2 separate regions of the Rattus norvegicus genome follow, and region 2 is linked to region 1. A link is a contact called in public Hi-C data. All regions are on one chromosome and are shown on one strand. The core of a region is the stretch at or near the end of the contact, and the rest is flanking DNA. Distances in the headings are between cores, read along the strand shown. Region 1 overlaps Zbtb20 (zinc finger and BTB domain containing 20). Region 2 overlaps Zbtb20 (zinc finger and BTB domain containing 20).

Region 1 (7,816 bases), core at 3,734-6,233:
CACAGCAAGCGTGCAAAGATAGCTGATCACTCACTGGTCAGCTAAATTTTGAGAGATATAAAATAAAAAATTTGACTGAGTTAAGGTTTTAAAAGAACTAATTACAGCAAAAATGTCGTCTCTCTTCTGTTTGGAAATTTCTCTTTCCCTGCCTTGAATACCCCAGATACCCCATTTACCACCTATCCCCAGACCCTGAGGAGCAGCCCACAGAGCTCAAAGACCTTATTTAAACCTCTTACTTAATCTTAAGTCTCTGAATGGATTGCAACTCCTGCTCCACTTTCCAGTGGTGCTCAGCTGGCCTCACAAAAGCGCCACAGACATACCCTAACTATCTCTGATGTTTTCAAGCTCAACAGAGGGTGCCAAAAAGAAGAAAAAAAAAATCAAGGATCGGAAAAAAAAGTTTATTAAAGTGAAAGCAGGAGCCCAGATTTGAAGAAGTCGCCTCTACTTTTATTTCCCTCACAGCTCCGCACAGGTGTTTCCTACCTCACGCTGCTGTGCATGCTGCTGAGGAGGAGGGTAAATGAGGGTGGGGAGTGGGCCAAGGTCTGACCAGCAGGCACTGGGAGCTGCGGCCTCCTGTGTTGATGGGTGTGTTTAAAAATGGACCCCCACCCTCCAAAAGCCTGGAATGAGGTTTCTTTTTGGCAAATGATTAAACCACTATACTGAAATAATTAAAGCTTTGTTCTTAAATAAAGCATCAGATCAACAGAACAAAAACAAAGATAAAAATTGCACACACATATGCATGCGTGCACACACTCTGACACACAGATACACAAAACTAGCGGGTGAAGGGAGAAGGAAATTAAATAAAAGAAAACAAACAGAGTCCTAACAGGCCATTCTCCAAAAAGAAATCTAAATAAAAAGTCATATGATATCTGATAGTGCAGGACACGTCGCCAAGAACCAGAGCGGATTGCCTCCAGGAAGAAAGGGCCAGTGTATTCCAGCTCAAAGAGCTTTTCTTTCTTCCTCCTCTATTTTCCCCTTTCTCCTCGACTCTGAGTGTGTTACTCTCAGGTCAGACCTACGAAGAATCCCGGAATGCCAGCGATCACCTCTCACAGTCCTCTCTCACAGCACAGCTAGCTGACAGGAGCTGCCTGAGTTGGATCAGGGTGGGGGGGCTGCCGCGTTCAGCAACAGCCTCTTCCTCTTCCTACTTCTCCCCTGTCCCCCTCAGAAAATACTCTGGCCACTCCAAACAGCAGAGAGGGAGAGATGAAGGGTGAGGAGAGGACACACACACACACACACACACACACACACACACACACACACACACACACACACACACCAAAATATGCAGGTACAACAGCTGCAGCAACAAAAGGATTCAGGAGAGGGGGGAAAAAGAGAAGAAAAGAAAAAGAAACCAAGCAGAGTGTGTGTATGTGGGGGGGTGGGGGGTGGGGAGCAAGGGCAGAAAAAAAAAATCCCCGAGCCTCTTTCTTGCCTTCAAGCTAAAACTTTTTAAAGACTTAGTTTCTTTTATTTTTAGTGACTGACTTTCATTTTAGGATCGTTTGCTCCTAAGCACCATTAAAAGCCTTATAAATTCTATAAAAATATAGACATTTGAGTGTAATTCAAGAATTTTCCTCAAGAAAACACAAAACTGTGAGAAGTGACCTACCCGAGAAATTTTGGATTTGCCCAAACTTCCCTTACTTCTAGTATCTTTCCATGAGGTCAAGTGCTAGCTCGGCCACCCAGTGCCAGGTTTAATTTGAGGGTCATTACTGAGGGAGCACACACATAGAAGGGTTCCCGAAAAGACTCCTTGTTATCAAGTTACTTCAAACACAAGGCACTCAGACCTCCCAGCCGGGAGGGCTGACTAGTGAGGCGTTGCCCTCTGCCCCATAAGCACTGTACCCTTTAGAAGCACAGAGAGACACACACTTCATACATACAGGAAAATATATGTGCCTGTAGATTTTCTTACAGTGGTCAGACCCAGGGGTAATGAACATGTTTTATTTTTCCATAGATGGGAGGAAGAGGAGAAGGAGAGAGTTTCTGACTCGTGAACGACAGTTGTAGTTGCTTCTCTCTGAGCCACAGTTAGGTGCTCAGCCTAGTCTGTTTTTTCGGGGTTTTGTAGTGGCGCGTGTAGCTATTTCCCCTCTGCTCAGTTTAGTGTCCATTATGTACCTCAAAAGATTACCAAACGGCACTCAAAATATAAACACATTAAGAGCAGAACTTTCGGAAGGAAAGCATTTCCCTGGGATTATAAGTCAAGGATATTAGTATAAAAATATAAACGTTCAGCATGTATTAAAAGACAACACTGTTTACTATACTTTGCACACACAGTTCACATCCCGATTTCCCTTCTCTTTTGTTAGAGGATTAATTTGAAAGTGATAAGCATTCTGGAATGTTTGCTACAAACACAAATTCATAGTGGAAATAAACACGCATAGGCAAAACATCAAACAGAATATAAAGCTACGTGGCGATCAGAATTCTTGAAGAAAACCTTCGTCTAGACTATATTTTGCTTGAACTAATATATCGTAGATGGGATAAGTAATCTCTCTGGGGGTTTGATAATTTATATCATAGAAACAAAATATAAATGACAAACATCTTCTCCCTTACTACCTTTTCTTTATAACTGACAAGTGACACAGAGATGCCCTTTAAGCAGATGGGTGCAAAAACTTGGGAGATCAAATGAACTGATGTACCCCACTGGTATTTTGGGAGCCCAAATTCCATAATTAACTTTTTACCCAAGTGGCAAAAGTAGAGGATGTTCTTGCCACTAAATTAATTATTTGATGGACTCTCATTCTTTCTTCAACAAGATTTCGGGGACACAAAAATGGTACAGACAGGCTAAGAGAGGATGCACCCTGAGCAACTTTTCCTGTGAGTAGGGAAAGAGCAGCAAAGCGGGCAGAGGAACAGTTGAATTTAGAAAGACTAGAGGAGGAGAAAAGAGCAACACAGCCAACTTAATTAGTCATTCCTTTTAATTTTTTATGTATATATGTAGGGGTGATGGACAGAAAAGATAACTAGGTTTCTTTTGAATGTCTTTGTGTCTTTATAGAGTAATGTTCTGTTCCTGTCTCTTTCTTTTTTAGGCAAAAAAACTAATAAAAATAGAAAAACATATATCAGACATTAAGCCCCCCCTCCCTTTGTAAAGAACTCTTTGTTCTCCAGTGAAAATGCTGAAAAATCCCCGGGCAGCTACTCCCTGAAACAAGTGCAAAACACTTAGAGGCTTTTGGGCTGGCTGGGAGCCAGGAACCCTCCCGCTGTCTGGTTAGAAGAGGAAAAAAAGAAGAGAGAGGGGAAGACGGATGGGGGAGAGGGAGAGACAGAGAGGGAGGGGGGAGAGGGAGAGAGGGAGGGAAGGAGAGAGAGAGAGAGAGAGAGAGAGAGAGAGAGAGAGAGAGAGAGAGAGAGAGAAGAGAAATTGGAGCTTCCTTTTAACAGACATAGGAAGCAGCGTTTTTTCTTTTTCTTTCTTTCTTCTTTTTTTTTTTTTTTTTCAAAACTGGCGGTCAAGCGTTAAGTAACTCCCGTCTAAATCCACCTGCTAGAAATGAACTTGGGTACCCCCCAGGGGTGCACAAAGACAGGGAAGACAGTACCACACTCCATACTCTCTCCCACCCCCGTGTACTGCTTCCATTCTCCCTGCTCCCATACACAAATGCCACAGCTTCTCACGCCGCCCCTCTTACCCCCCAACAACAAACACAGCAAAATACATGCTCCCTCAGTCTCCTTAAAAAAAAAAGCCTTTCCACCTCGGTTGCGACACAGTGATAAGGGGTAGAACATCTCATACCTGGTGTGAATGCTAATCAGTCAGGAGTTCTCCTTTTCCCAAGACAGGGAACTGTTTCCTTCCAAATTTATTAGAACCTCCTCCACTGCCTCTTTGAAAAACCTTCTTTGTCACCCTCTCCCAAGTCCCGATACTTCTTTAAAAAAAAAATGGCTTCGGAGCTCCTTCTATTCTTGATATTGATTCTCTCTCTCTCCCCCCACCCCTCCTCCTCTCTCCTGTCTGTGTCTCTTCTGAGTGGTCTATTGATAAGTCCCTGGAGGCACTGGGTCAGCCTGCCCGTAGGAAACCAGACACAATGCACAAATCTCCGAGTGCCATTCTGCCATCAGCAAGCAGACCACGTTTAGGAGAGAGAGAGAGAGGGAAAAAAAAAACAGTAGAGCAAGAGACAGAGAGAGAGAGAGAGAGAGAGAGAGAGAGAGAGAGAGAGAGCGCAAACGAGGGAGGGAGAGAGAGACTGAGAGAGAGGAAGAGAGAGGGAGGAGAGAGAGAGAGGGAGAGACAGAGACACACCGAGAGGAGAGAGAGTGTGTGAGAAAAAGACTGATTGGAACAGGAGGGAGGGAGAGAGAGAAAGGGAGAGGGAGAGAGCGCAAGAGGGAGAGCGACACTGCCAGTCAGGTTAATCATCCCTACTTTAATTAGCTGTTCGGCTTAGACATAAAACAATTGAATTTGAATGATCTGTCAGCAGGCTCGGCTGAACCAGAGGGGAAAGCGAATATTACAGAAAGACTGTTGGTGTGTTCTGATAAGCAATACTGCTCGTACTGACAAACCCTCAAAGGGGGAACTATTAAAACTTACAACTAAACAAAAAGTGCAGACACAAATGGCACTAGATAGAGGTCTTTTTTTTAAAAAAAAATGCAGTTTTCTCCCCTAGTTTTAGGAAATGTAGATATTTGTAAGCAGGTGCCGGCATACCGGGGGTTTGTGTGTCATGTGTGAAAGTTTATTAACGATGGTCTAGGAGTGTAGCAGACAGATGCTGCAGAGAACAAGACAGGTACAGTCAGAGGCCGAATCTACATCTTGGAGGGAGATGGATGCTGGCAAAAAGAGGCACCATGGCAAGAGATCAGGACAGACAAAGTCAGTGGGCAGAGAGGCAGACAGATTTTAGGCATGGCGCAATCTTGTCTAAAAAGGCAAAAGTTCTGATGCAATAAAGGGTGCAAAACAATCCATCCATCCTCCTCTCCTGGGTGCACTCCGAGGTACAGTGAAAATGGATTAATCTTTGTGACAAACAGAGCTGGCAAGGCAGACTACGGCAGACACTGAAGGCGATTTGCAGACCCAGAGAATACAAAGCTGGAAAAAGACCTAGAGATGAGCCTCTCCCACCCCTAATTCAGCAAGGGAGAAAACTGAGGCCCAGGAACTCGGAGCAATAAATCACAAACAGGCAGTAACTGTGTTAACACTAGAACCCAGAGTTCTAGCCAGTATGGCAAGCTCTCAGACATCACCAAACGAACCCCTAGAGTTCCTTACATATTCTGGCTCAACAGATAATGAAAATCGCCCTTGTCTCCAAAGTAGTAAGATTCGTCCATCCAAAGAATTAGTGCAAAATTCCTCTCCCCGCCCCAAACATCTATATCCAAGGGGAAATAATCTTTTGGTTTAGTTTGAATGATAAGCTAAGGGATGGAAGTTCTCCGTTCATTTTCAGAGTAGAGCAGAGAAATGTAACATTATGGGGGTCCTGTCTGAGCAAGGTTTAGCTTTGCTACGTTTTCAAGCTAACACAGGCAGAGGATTGATCTGCAAAGACCTCGCCCATAGTTTATAACCTCCTTGGTGAAGATCATCTGCTATGTGCTACCAGGAAGAAGACGTAGATTTTTCCACACAACACATTTCTAAAATATGGGCACAGTGGGTGAAGGAGATTGAGTCTTTCAGTTTATTATAGTTTTAAATTACTAATGAGATTTTTTACCTAGAAGATTAGCTATGGGCAACTTTTCTGATATATTTCAATAGAAAACAAGCCACCAAAATAAAAGGGACAATTGTATTATTTGCTCATGAATTTGATTATATTTTTTTGGGGACACAGGATCACACTCTGTACAGAGCTCTCTCTTGACAACAGAAAATTGAGGGTGCATGTTTTAAAGGGAGGAGGTGCTTATAAAAAGAACAGTGCCATCAGATGTTACTGGAGAGATTAAGCCTCTTGTCCTAAAACAAGAGTCATGATGTGTATAAAAGCAAGACTGTCAGTCATGCTTCAGTAACAACGGCTCTACTTAGGGTGAAAGAAGAAAACCAAAAGAAATGCCAGGCACCTGGAACTTACTCAGGACAAGGCATCCGAAAGAAGTTCCAGCCAAAGTGATTTAGTTCATTTGCACACTGACCTCTCTACCAATAACTGCTGTGACTAGTCAGAAATACAAGGTCCACAGCCACAGTTCGGAGGTGATGGAGAGAAAGAACCGATTTTGGCATTGGCTGATCCTCAGCAGGTCTCAAAGTATATGTCAAGAGAAGCCCAACGCAGGGAAGGGAGGCGTTTACAAATGATTGCCCGCACACCACAAGCTGCACAGCAAACATGGCTTTATAACATTTCACGAGACACAACTTTGCTCCGCGCCTCAGTTTCCCCGTCTGTAAAATGTGACATTCCCGGCCCAGTTCGGGATGGTGGAGATTACTAGAAGCAATGAGCACAGACCTATAACTACCTGGCAGTCGTGGAGAAAGCTAAACAAGCAGCATTATGCACTGTGGATGTGCTGGGCGTATTCTCTTCAAAGCCTGACTGTTCAGGACGTAAGACCAGACAAGAAAGCTGAGGTCAAAGATGCAGATTTTTATTAGAAAGGGCTGTCAATAGAGACCAATGAAGCTTAGAACCCCACATTTCTAAAATCTCAACTTGCAAGGCATTAGTTCATCTGAAGGCCAGGAAATCTCAGTATCCCCAAATTCAAGAAATATTCCTGGCTCACGAGAGCTAGTATATTCTAGGACAGTCGCTTTGGATCCAGCAACTCTATTATGAATTACTGTCACAGCAACACTGTGAGTTAGGGACTCCAGGGCCTCCACTTCAGAGCAGAGGAGACTCAAGTACAGGGAGGTCATGGAATTTGCTAAGTTACAGAGCTGTAAACAGAGCTGGGATTAAACGCAGGCAACATGACCCTAAGCCCCCATTCTCAGTAACAGTGCTAGCCTGGCACCCAGTAGGTTTCACGAATCAGTGGGTTAAATGCACTGCAAGTGAATAAAATGCAGCTAAAGATTTCATTAGACATAATGTACGTCCCATCATCATCACTTCAGAGGACCTTGAGCTTGGACTATGTCATCAGTGCCTCTCAGGTGCAGCTGTGATCAGAAGCCGGGGCACATACCCTGGCACAGAGCTGAGTCTGGATGAGGTGAAGACTGCTGACTATGGCCACCCAGGGCATTTAAGTAACTGATGGTATTTTTAGCACTTTGAGGGTAGTGTTAGCACACAGGTTATTAATTGGCTTAATTCCAGCTTGGATAATTACATCGTGTCTCTTTAATTTTTCCCCTGACAATGCTATCCGTCACTCCCTGTCACAGACGTGCTCTTTTAAAAAGCATATGAACACACACAAACATGTAGTTATATTTAAGGTTTGCATAATCACTTAGGCTGTTGCTTCCCTCTCTGCACTAAATGTGCAGTGTATAGTAGACATGTAATAAATAAATGAACAAGGAAAAAATCAAAGTCATTATGAAACAAAGATAACTAGTTGGAGCCAGAATTTTTTATTTGGCAATCAAGTAAACAGATTATTAAACCATTTTCTTAGTGACAGGATTCATATATATATATATAATATTTTATATATATGTATGAAAAATATATTTCAAGATCTGATGACCTGCTTATGATAAAATAATTTCCTTATCAGGCATATTTTAAGCATAAGTATGTCAATGAAATTTCTGATATTTTTAGAGTAGACAAAA
Region 2 (7,816 bases), core at 3,765-6,264, 37 kb after region 1:
AAATTTCCACACTCTTTAGATGCTGCTCTTAGAGCATCTGGTACTTTCCTCTCCTGAGGTAAGCGCAGGTTGAAAGTGTATAATCTGTCTGACCATGTAATCACTATCTACACTATATCCCTCAGATTGTAAGGTCCAGGAGTGACAATGTCTGTTTTCATCACCATTATCTCTGTAATGTTAGTAGACACTTGCCTGTGCTGAATGAAATTTGGCCTTGGATTTTAAGAACAGATGGTCCCAATTCAAGTTCTATCTCTAACACTTACTAAGTATTTGTGGAAAAATTAATCAAACTTGGTAAATCTCAGTTTTCCTCATTTGTACAATTATAGTAAGAACATATCTTAATAGTGTGCTTTAAAAAGTTAAATCCGATAACTGATTTAAACAGCACACTATCCAAAGCAAGGCAGCCATTCAGGAAATACTGCTATTATTGGTTTAAGCAGAGATACAAGCATTGTATTTTTCTTCCAATAGGTTTTACTTAGTTAATCAACTTGATTTTTGCTTGCTTCCTTCAAGTAACTGAAGCAAGGTGGAGACTCTGAAAAGCCCTCAAGCAATAGATCTGGGACAAACAGTAGAGCTCCTGATTGTGACCCCAGGGTATCCCCTTAGACAAATGGGACTCTGCTTGTCCTACTGGTTCTAGTTTCAGGTTTCTATCTTCCTTACTTCTCCACTTTTCAGGCTTTCTGGGGGTTAGTAAGAATGTACTTTCTTTATACCGAGTTTTCAAATTAGTTTTCTAACCCTGTCTTGCCTCTTTCTTACCTTATTTTTTATTCTGCTCTGCAGAGATGAGTCATCCTATTAATAAGATAGTCCTTGGTTTGCGTTTCAAACCGGATCCAACGGGATATCGAACTGTGTATGGGCAGGATTTTAGTATCTTTCTTCTTTCTTTCCTACTCACACTAGTGAAATTAGTGACTTGACAAGGTGCTTTCTTATCTTCATATATTTTCTCATGTTTTTAAAAGTTTAAAGTGATGGCATGAGGGTCAAGAGCTCGTTTTGACTTAACCACTATGTTACACTTTCCAACCAGCAGTTATAAAATTATTTTCTGTTACCATTTTTATTGTTTGAAATTTTACTTGTGTATTAATTAATTTCTATTGTATACATGTATATGGCGTGTGTGTGAGAGAGAGAAGAGCGAGAGAGCAAGAGAGCGAGAGAGTGAGAGATAGATAGATAGAGAGAGATAGATAGAGAGAGAGAGAGAGAGAGAGAGAGAGGATGACTGTGGAGGAGGTGCTGTTCTGCGCCTGTATATGGGTTCTGGGGATTGAATGTAGGCAGCAAAGCTTGCTCTACTGATGCTTTTAGCTGGTGGGTTACTTCTTAGGCCTTTTATCTTCCTCTCCTTCTAAGATCAAGTCTTAGATCTTGACTGAGGAAAGCCAGTGTTACTTAAGGACCACTTCAAGATTCCAACATTCAGGTTATGTTTTTGCTTCAAATATCATTATCTTACTTTTTTTTCCTTTTTACATTTTATTCATTTTTCAAGATCCAGTCAAATCGTATTTTACATGAAAAATTTCAGCTAAAAAGGCACAATTTTGAGATTAAAACCTATAAAACTTTCTGGATTATAGCATTCCATTTGGAATTTAGTCATTTATAGTCTTACATGCATATAAAAAACACTCAATAGTTTTAACTTCTTTTTTAAACTCAACCTCAAGTTCCTTTATTACAAGCAAGCACAACAACTGTGCATTTTAGTTCCATCAAATACGATTGTTCTCAAACAGCAGCACATGCTGAGCATCTTGTAGGTGAATGTGGCTATGGCTGCTCTACTGAGCAGGCTTGGATGTGAAGACCCACGTTATAACTGATAGGAGTTGGTAGACAGGCAGTTTCTGAAAGATCATGGCGATGGCCAAGGAAAGCAAGGATGAATCCAATTACGGCAGCCCAGTACTACATAATGAGACCTTATGAGAGACAGAGAAACAGCATGGGAGCTAAAGAAGGGAGAAGGGAAGAAAGGAAGGCTAATATAACCATGCTGTAAGGCTAACATCTCTGAACTGTGTGTTTATCCCTTCTCGGGCTTTGCTTTCACATTAATAGTATACTCTTCCACTGACTTGTGAAAATAAGTAACACGTGGCCCCATGATAGCAAGGGAAAGAGAAGTTCAAGCAGAGGACGATACTGTTTCTGGTTGTTGTAGACTGGTGTGCAGTGTACTTTAGTTCTCAGAATTAGCCAAGAGATGAACGAACAAACAGGCACTACGATCACGGGGCAGGGCGGGGTGAAGACAGAGGCTCTTGGAAATGGTGTCTGAGCAATGAAAGACACAGAATATTTTAAAGATCACTGAATTTAATTTATTCAACCTAAATGCATAAAAGTACAGGTGGGGACATTATTTATGCAGGTATATGCAAATCACTTTATAAAATAGGCAAAGCCCTTCTGCTTTTTATAAGTTGCCAAGGTGGTTCCTGATATTTTAAAAGCTATGCACCTTTAATGTAATTTCCTTAGATTTGGAATCCCTTATAAGAGTCACAGTCATTGTGAGAGCTGGTTTGTTTTTACCCCTCTCCTCTGGGACATTTAACAAGGCTCTCATAAGCACCACAGAAAGAGAGGTTTCCACAGAGATGTGACGGGAAAAATCCCTTGGAAATTGCTGAGGAACAAGTCGCAGTGTTCAAACCAGGGAACATAGGCTTTGAAAACATGAACCCATCTGACCCCTTGAATGGAGTACAGTGAATTCCTGAGCTCTGAAACGTGGGGCCCGGCTGTGCACGCCATATTGGTGCTATAAGACTGGCAGTAGGTTGGCTGTGGCATGGTCTATTTCAAACTCCTTCACAGTGCCCAGTGTTGCATGTTCCCAGATGACATTTGGTTGGCAGAAGCTGGGCCTCCAAAGCTGGCAGTCTGGAATGCAGCCCACTGTGTTTTGACAAACACATAATTGACCATCTGATCACCAGCCTACGTTCTGCACTCAGGTCACTGGGGGATCTGGGTTTTTAATAGGTCCCTACTCTTCATCTTGTACATCTTCTCAAACCTTTCTAGAAAGCAATATAGAGACAACTTAAACACACCCACGCATATACTCCAGTTTGCAAAGAGAACATGGTACGTGAGACACAAGCTGCTGAAATTCTCCTTTAAATTGTCCTGGCAGCCCAAAGTGAACGAGAGAAAAGCACACTTATGGTGAACTCTAATTCAGAGAGAAGGAGTGAATATACTGAATTGTTTCAACACCCGGCTGTGTATAAGTTGCAATTCAGTTCAATGGCTTAGAAATTTTGCTTAGAAAAAGGCAGCAATGGAAAAATGACAGGAAATCGGGGATTGATTGACTTTAGAGAGCCATTATTTAAAAATGCTTTTGTCTCTTATATTCTCTTTCCTCTTATCCCTTGCTCTCTGCGGGCAGAAGAACCCTGTGTATCTCAGGACTAGTAGGAGGAGCTCAGTGCGATGTTCGACTGAGGCCTTCAGTGGGGCGCCTGTCAGGATGTTTGGCTTTAAGTTTGACACCACAATCACATCAGCATTTCTCCTAGAGGGCAAGGCAAGCATTGTGCAGCAGGGCAAAGATATGCCTGAGTTACGCAAATATTAATGCCTGAGTCAGCACTCTGAAATGACCTCTCGTCTCCACCCACTGCACAGTTCAGGCCTCGTGCAGTTTCCTTAGGTTTCTTTAAAATATCTGCAGGGGTGCAAGATCAATTCTAAACTCCTTTGCCTGGCATCAGAGGCCCCTTCACTTGACTCCCGTCTAGCACACTGTAGCACACCAGAGAACTCAGTAGCTAGATCTGGCTGTTACTTGATGCCACCTCACCTTTAAATGCTCTTGTCTTCTCTGACAACGAACCCTTTTCTTTCTCTCCTCCTGTGCCCACTTGGTAAACCCCTAGTAACTATTTTCAGTTCGTGAGTCAGCTTGAACCTTCTGTATGGGTAGGCACTTGAAGATACCTGCATTCCAGTGCCTTTCACAAACAGCCTTTACCCACATGGTCATCTTCCCTAGAACACTGAGGGCTTTCTTCTTTCTCTTTTTGTATTGCTATGCGGCAAGCCCAGGCCTGCACTCCTGCTCCACTTCACTGAGCTCTACTACAAGTACTCTAGCATGAGCTGTCCCCTCAACCCCAGACTGTGCCAGTCTTAATGAAAGGTGGCATTTCTCATTTATCTTGGAGTTCCCAGAACCAAGCTCTGTTACAGGCTTTCTATAAACGTTTGTTGACTGAAAACTAAATAAAGAAGTGTGCATAATTAATCAAAACCAAGCCAAGCAGTAGTAGTGGCTCTTAGAAGCATGGGAGGAGACCACTAGAAATCTAATGAAGGTGGAAAATTCCAGCACTAAGGCATTTTGCGGTAGTCATCACAGGGGTTGGTGACCGGCTTGGGCGAGAGTGAGCTGGGGCGGGGAGGCATGGAGGCTGTGACGCAGTATTTTTTTTTTGACAGAGAATGACAGAGAATGTCAGTATCACATTATCACCCCGCTGATGATTAACTTTTAATATTGTAAAGGACTGTCAAGAGAACTTCATATCTGGGTCTGATTTTCAGAGAAGCCTCGCTGACACAAACTGGGCTTCCCAAACAGGGCTATCTGTGTCATCTGCTTTGAGGCAGCATAGTAGGTTGTGGAGTTTTCCTTTCTGTTTCTGCTGAAGAATAATGGGACAGAAAACTCTTGCAGGAAATCGTGGCAGCTATTCAACTCCTATTTAAATCTGGGTCAATTCCAGATTCGGACACTGGATGCAGTGCCAAGGACAGAAGGTCAAACAGGCTGAGTTCTGCACCTGTCCAGAGGAGGTCATTGAGGAGGCACTCGGGAATGAGAGGCACTGGGGGGGATAATGTTCTGGTTTGTTCCCAAGGAACTTTTCCTTTGCTTCTGATCGGCCTCTAGAGTACCACCCCTGGAGCCATCAGCTGTGTCTGTGGGGGCACTTGAGGACACAGGACTGTTACTGGCCCTGTTATCCTGCTGGCATAAAGGCAACTCGAGGATTTCTAACAAGTCAAGTAAGCAAGCATACAGCCTGACTGGGGGTGGGACAAGGTCATGAGTACATGAAGGGACTACTAGCTTGTTACAGGTTTTTCTTTTTCCCAGCCTTACTCTGCTTTAAAAAAAAAAATTCTCCAGAAACTGCTCTGCTGATGTAGCACAGAATTAGCTTCACATTTTCTTACGAGGCCGACACAGCCTTTCAATTAGAGGCCTCCCAACTTGATTTCTACTAGGTAACATAGGTCTCCTATACAGTTTGTGCCTGATGCTTGCCCTAAAGCACTGACGTCATAATAGCTGAGCTAGGCGGGCAGAAGTACATCGCCTCGTGCTGACTCATCTTGGTGATGTGAGGATTAATGCCTTGTCTAACACTGAGCTATTATGTGAACTGTTTTTACACAAAAGAGCTGTTACAAAATGATTTGCCAGTCAGAGCACTAGAAATATGCAGTGCTAGGTAACGAAGGGGAAGGATAGGAAGGCACACAGTGGTAACCATGAGCATGCACACTGACATCCTCCCAAGCATTAGCTGACCCACTATACCAACACGGAGAATGAATAGGGAATGAGAAGGCTTAAGGCCAGGTAGGACGGAGCCCTGTTGTATAACACAGCACCAGTCTTTGTGGAGTCTAATCAATCTCCTTTCTATGCCAGATAAAATGTCACATTCAACTTTAGCCTTAGCATCTTCCTCTGCATTCTGCTTTCTTAAATTTGCTGCAGGCTTCTAGGAATGAAAGTGAAAGCCACGCACGTGTGGGTCGCCCCGCTCCTGCCCCTGTCCGTACAAACCAGTGCAACACAGGAATCACAGAGGAAGAAAAGACTTGAAGAGGTTGGTTGGTGACAAAGTGAATAAGGGACAAAGGAAGATGCAACTACCAGGATCCCCATGGTTACTTAGGATATGAACTGACTGCCTGTCTCTGTAGGATTTCTTAGGTGCTGCCTTCTGGTAGTGACTTGATTATTTGATTTCATTACCCCAGAATCTCTTATAAGCAGTCCAAAGTAATATTTATCCAAATCTGCTCAGTGCAGCCTGGTTTGGTCTTTAAATAATAAATGTTCTCTTTTTCATTTTAAATCATTTTCCCCATTTCTTATTTTTATTCCCCTAAAAAATTTCCAGTTTTTTTCTGAAAATAAATGGTACATTCTATAAACTTGCAGGCACATATGAATCCTGGATTTCTTTTATTTTTCTTCCTAGACTTTATAATTTTACACAAATTTTTTAGCCTATTTACTTTTCAGGCTTGTACTTCTTGGTAAAAGGATATTATAAATTTTGTCAATAAATGAAAGCTCTGATCTAGAAGTTAAAATTAAAAATGGTTGGACCTAGGGACGAGTGAATAACTGCAGAATAAATAATTGCGGATTGATTGACAGAGGAGCAAAGCCCAACTGTTGCTGAGATCTGACTGTGGACTGTAAGCTTCAGTTCAGAAGAGCAGGACTTCTGCAAATAGCAGCTGCAGGAGGGAAAGGGCAGGCTTTTCAGAGGACAATGGCTGGGCTGCCGCTCCCTCACAGAGGGCAGATTACCAGTTTACCACCCGACTTGGCTCCAAGCAGGAAAAGCACTAACCATGGATGCTGGACACCACAGTGAAGTCAACTAGGAAACATGACACCAAAACCCAGCATTTGCACAAATTTAACACTTGTTTTCTTAAAGGTAAAGAAGCCACTTTTACTCACATGAAGAGCAGAAACAGGCAACAGACTGGTGGTCAAGGAACTGAAAATGAAAGAAAAGACAAAGAATTAAATATAAAATCTAATGCAGCAGGGAACACAGAACTTTGAGATACTGATAGAACTCATTGCACTCACACTTTGTCACCTGTAGCCACAAAATCATTAATGTTCACTTCAGCAATTTTCAAGAGCTGCAGCCTTGCTATGACTGAGGCCAGTATAACCCTGTACAAAAAGGACCAAGACCTTTCCTGATGTCACCTGACCTCTATTAGACAGCCTCTCGAGAGGGCTGGTCCTGCGCACTAAAGCAGTTACTAGCTATACTTGTCTCTGTACATTCCTTAGCTTTAATAAAAAGCTTCATATTCGGATCTTCAGTTACACCAGCTACATTCCATGTGTGCAGTGGCCATGTGCAGCTTGTGACGACCTTAATGAACAGCACACAGAACATTCCTGTATTGCAGAGAGCTCTATTTTTGATGGCGATATTGTGATAGGGTGAACAGAACAAAAACGTATGCACCCAAACGTGGCTCTAATGATGACACTCTCAGGTTTGGGGAAGTTGACCGTGATAGCTTGACATTCTATGTTTTTAAAAGTCGAATAGTTATCCTTTACAACCCTTAAACAACAAAACAAATAATCGGTTACTACTGGGATGCACCATAGCTTTGATAGGTAACTCTTTTACAGGAAGAAATTAAGGTAACAAAACTCCTTCCACCAGTCTCACAGATAACACCAGCTATACCACTTCATGTAAAGCCTCCAAAAGTATCAAGACGAAGGACCCGATCACACTGAAAAATGCCAAAGCAGAAAACTAAATTCAGGAGGCCTCATTCTCTAGAAGGTTTTCTGGACAAGTGAGCCATGGAAGAGACCACTCTAAAGAAATGTTTTCCCTGTGTGGTCAGTATGAAACGTGCCTGGGCCTGCAGCTGTGAATTGTGATGGTCACCCTGGGACAGGAAGAGTTCCAAAGGAAATCTGCAGACTGGATCACAGTATCCAGCAGTGTAAGACATACCTGGGATCTCT

What was found. Hi-C and Micro-C count contacts between places; a contact is called where the count stands out from the background.
Region 2: a Hi-C map of Schwann cells shows a contact between it and region 1, with 4 times the contacts expected there. The contact joins two enhancer-like sites. A contact is called at or near these places in 5 of 12 Hi-C or Micro-C datasets (the A7r5 cell line, Schwann cells, frontal cortex and 2 more) and 1 of 1 datasets of contacts at active chromatin or transcription factors (oligodendrocytes).

What each region holds. Positions count from the first base shown.
Region 1 is chr11:70,692,673-70,700,488 of GRCr8, forward strand. All of the region lies in intron 6 of Zbtb20 (zinc finger and BTB domain containing 20), which reads right to left. Among named protein-coding and RNA genes, the nearest start is that of Mir568, 140 kb to the left of the region's middle. Within about 2 kb of position 4,984, at least 38 of the 93 cell types and tissues checked have an H3K27ac peak or open chromatin away from gene starts, as enhancers often do. A contact at or near this core is called in Schwann cells, where this site is marked.
Region 2 is chr11:70,729,432-70,737,247 of GRCr8, forward strand. Zbtb20 (zinc finger and BTB domain containing 20) reads right to left here. Exons shown (of 11, transcript NM_001105880.2): 6 at 6,767-6,806. Among named protein-coding and RNA genes, the nearest start is that of Mir568, 170 kb to the left of the region's middle. Within about 2 kb of position 5,015, at least 67 of the 93 cell types and tissues checked have an H3K27ac peak or open chromatin away from gene starts, as enhancers often do. A contact at or near this core is called in Schwann cells, where this site is marked.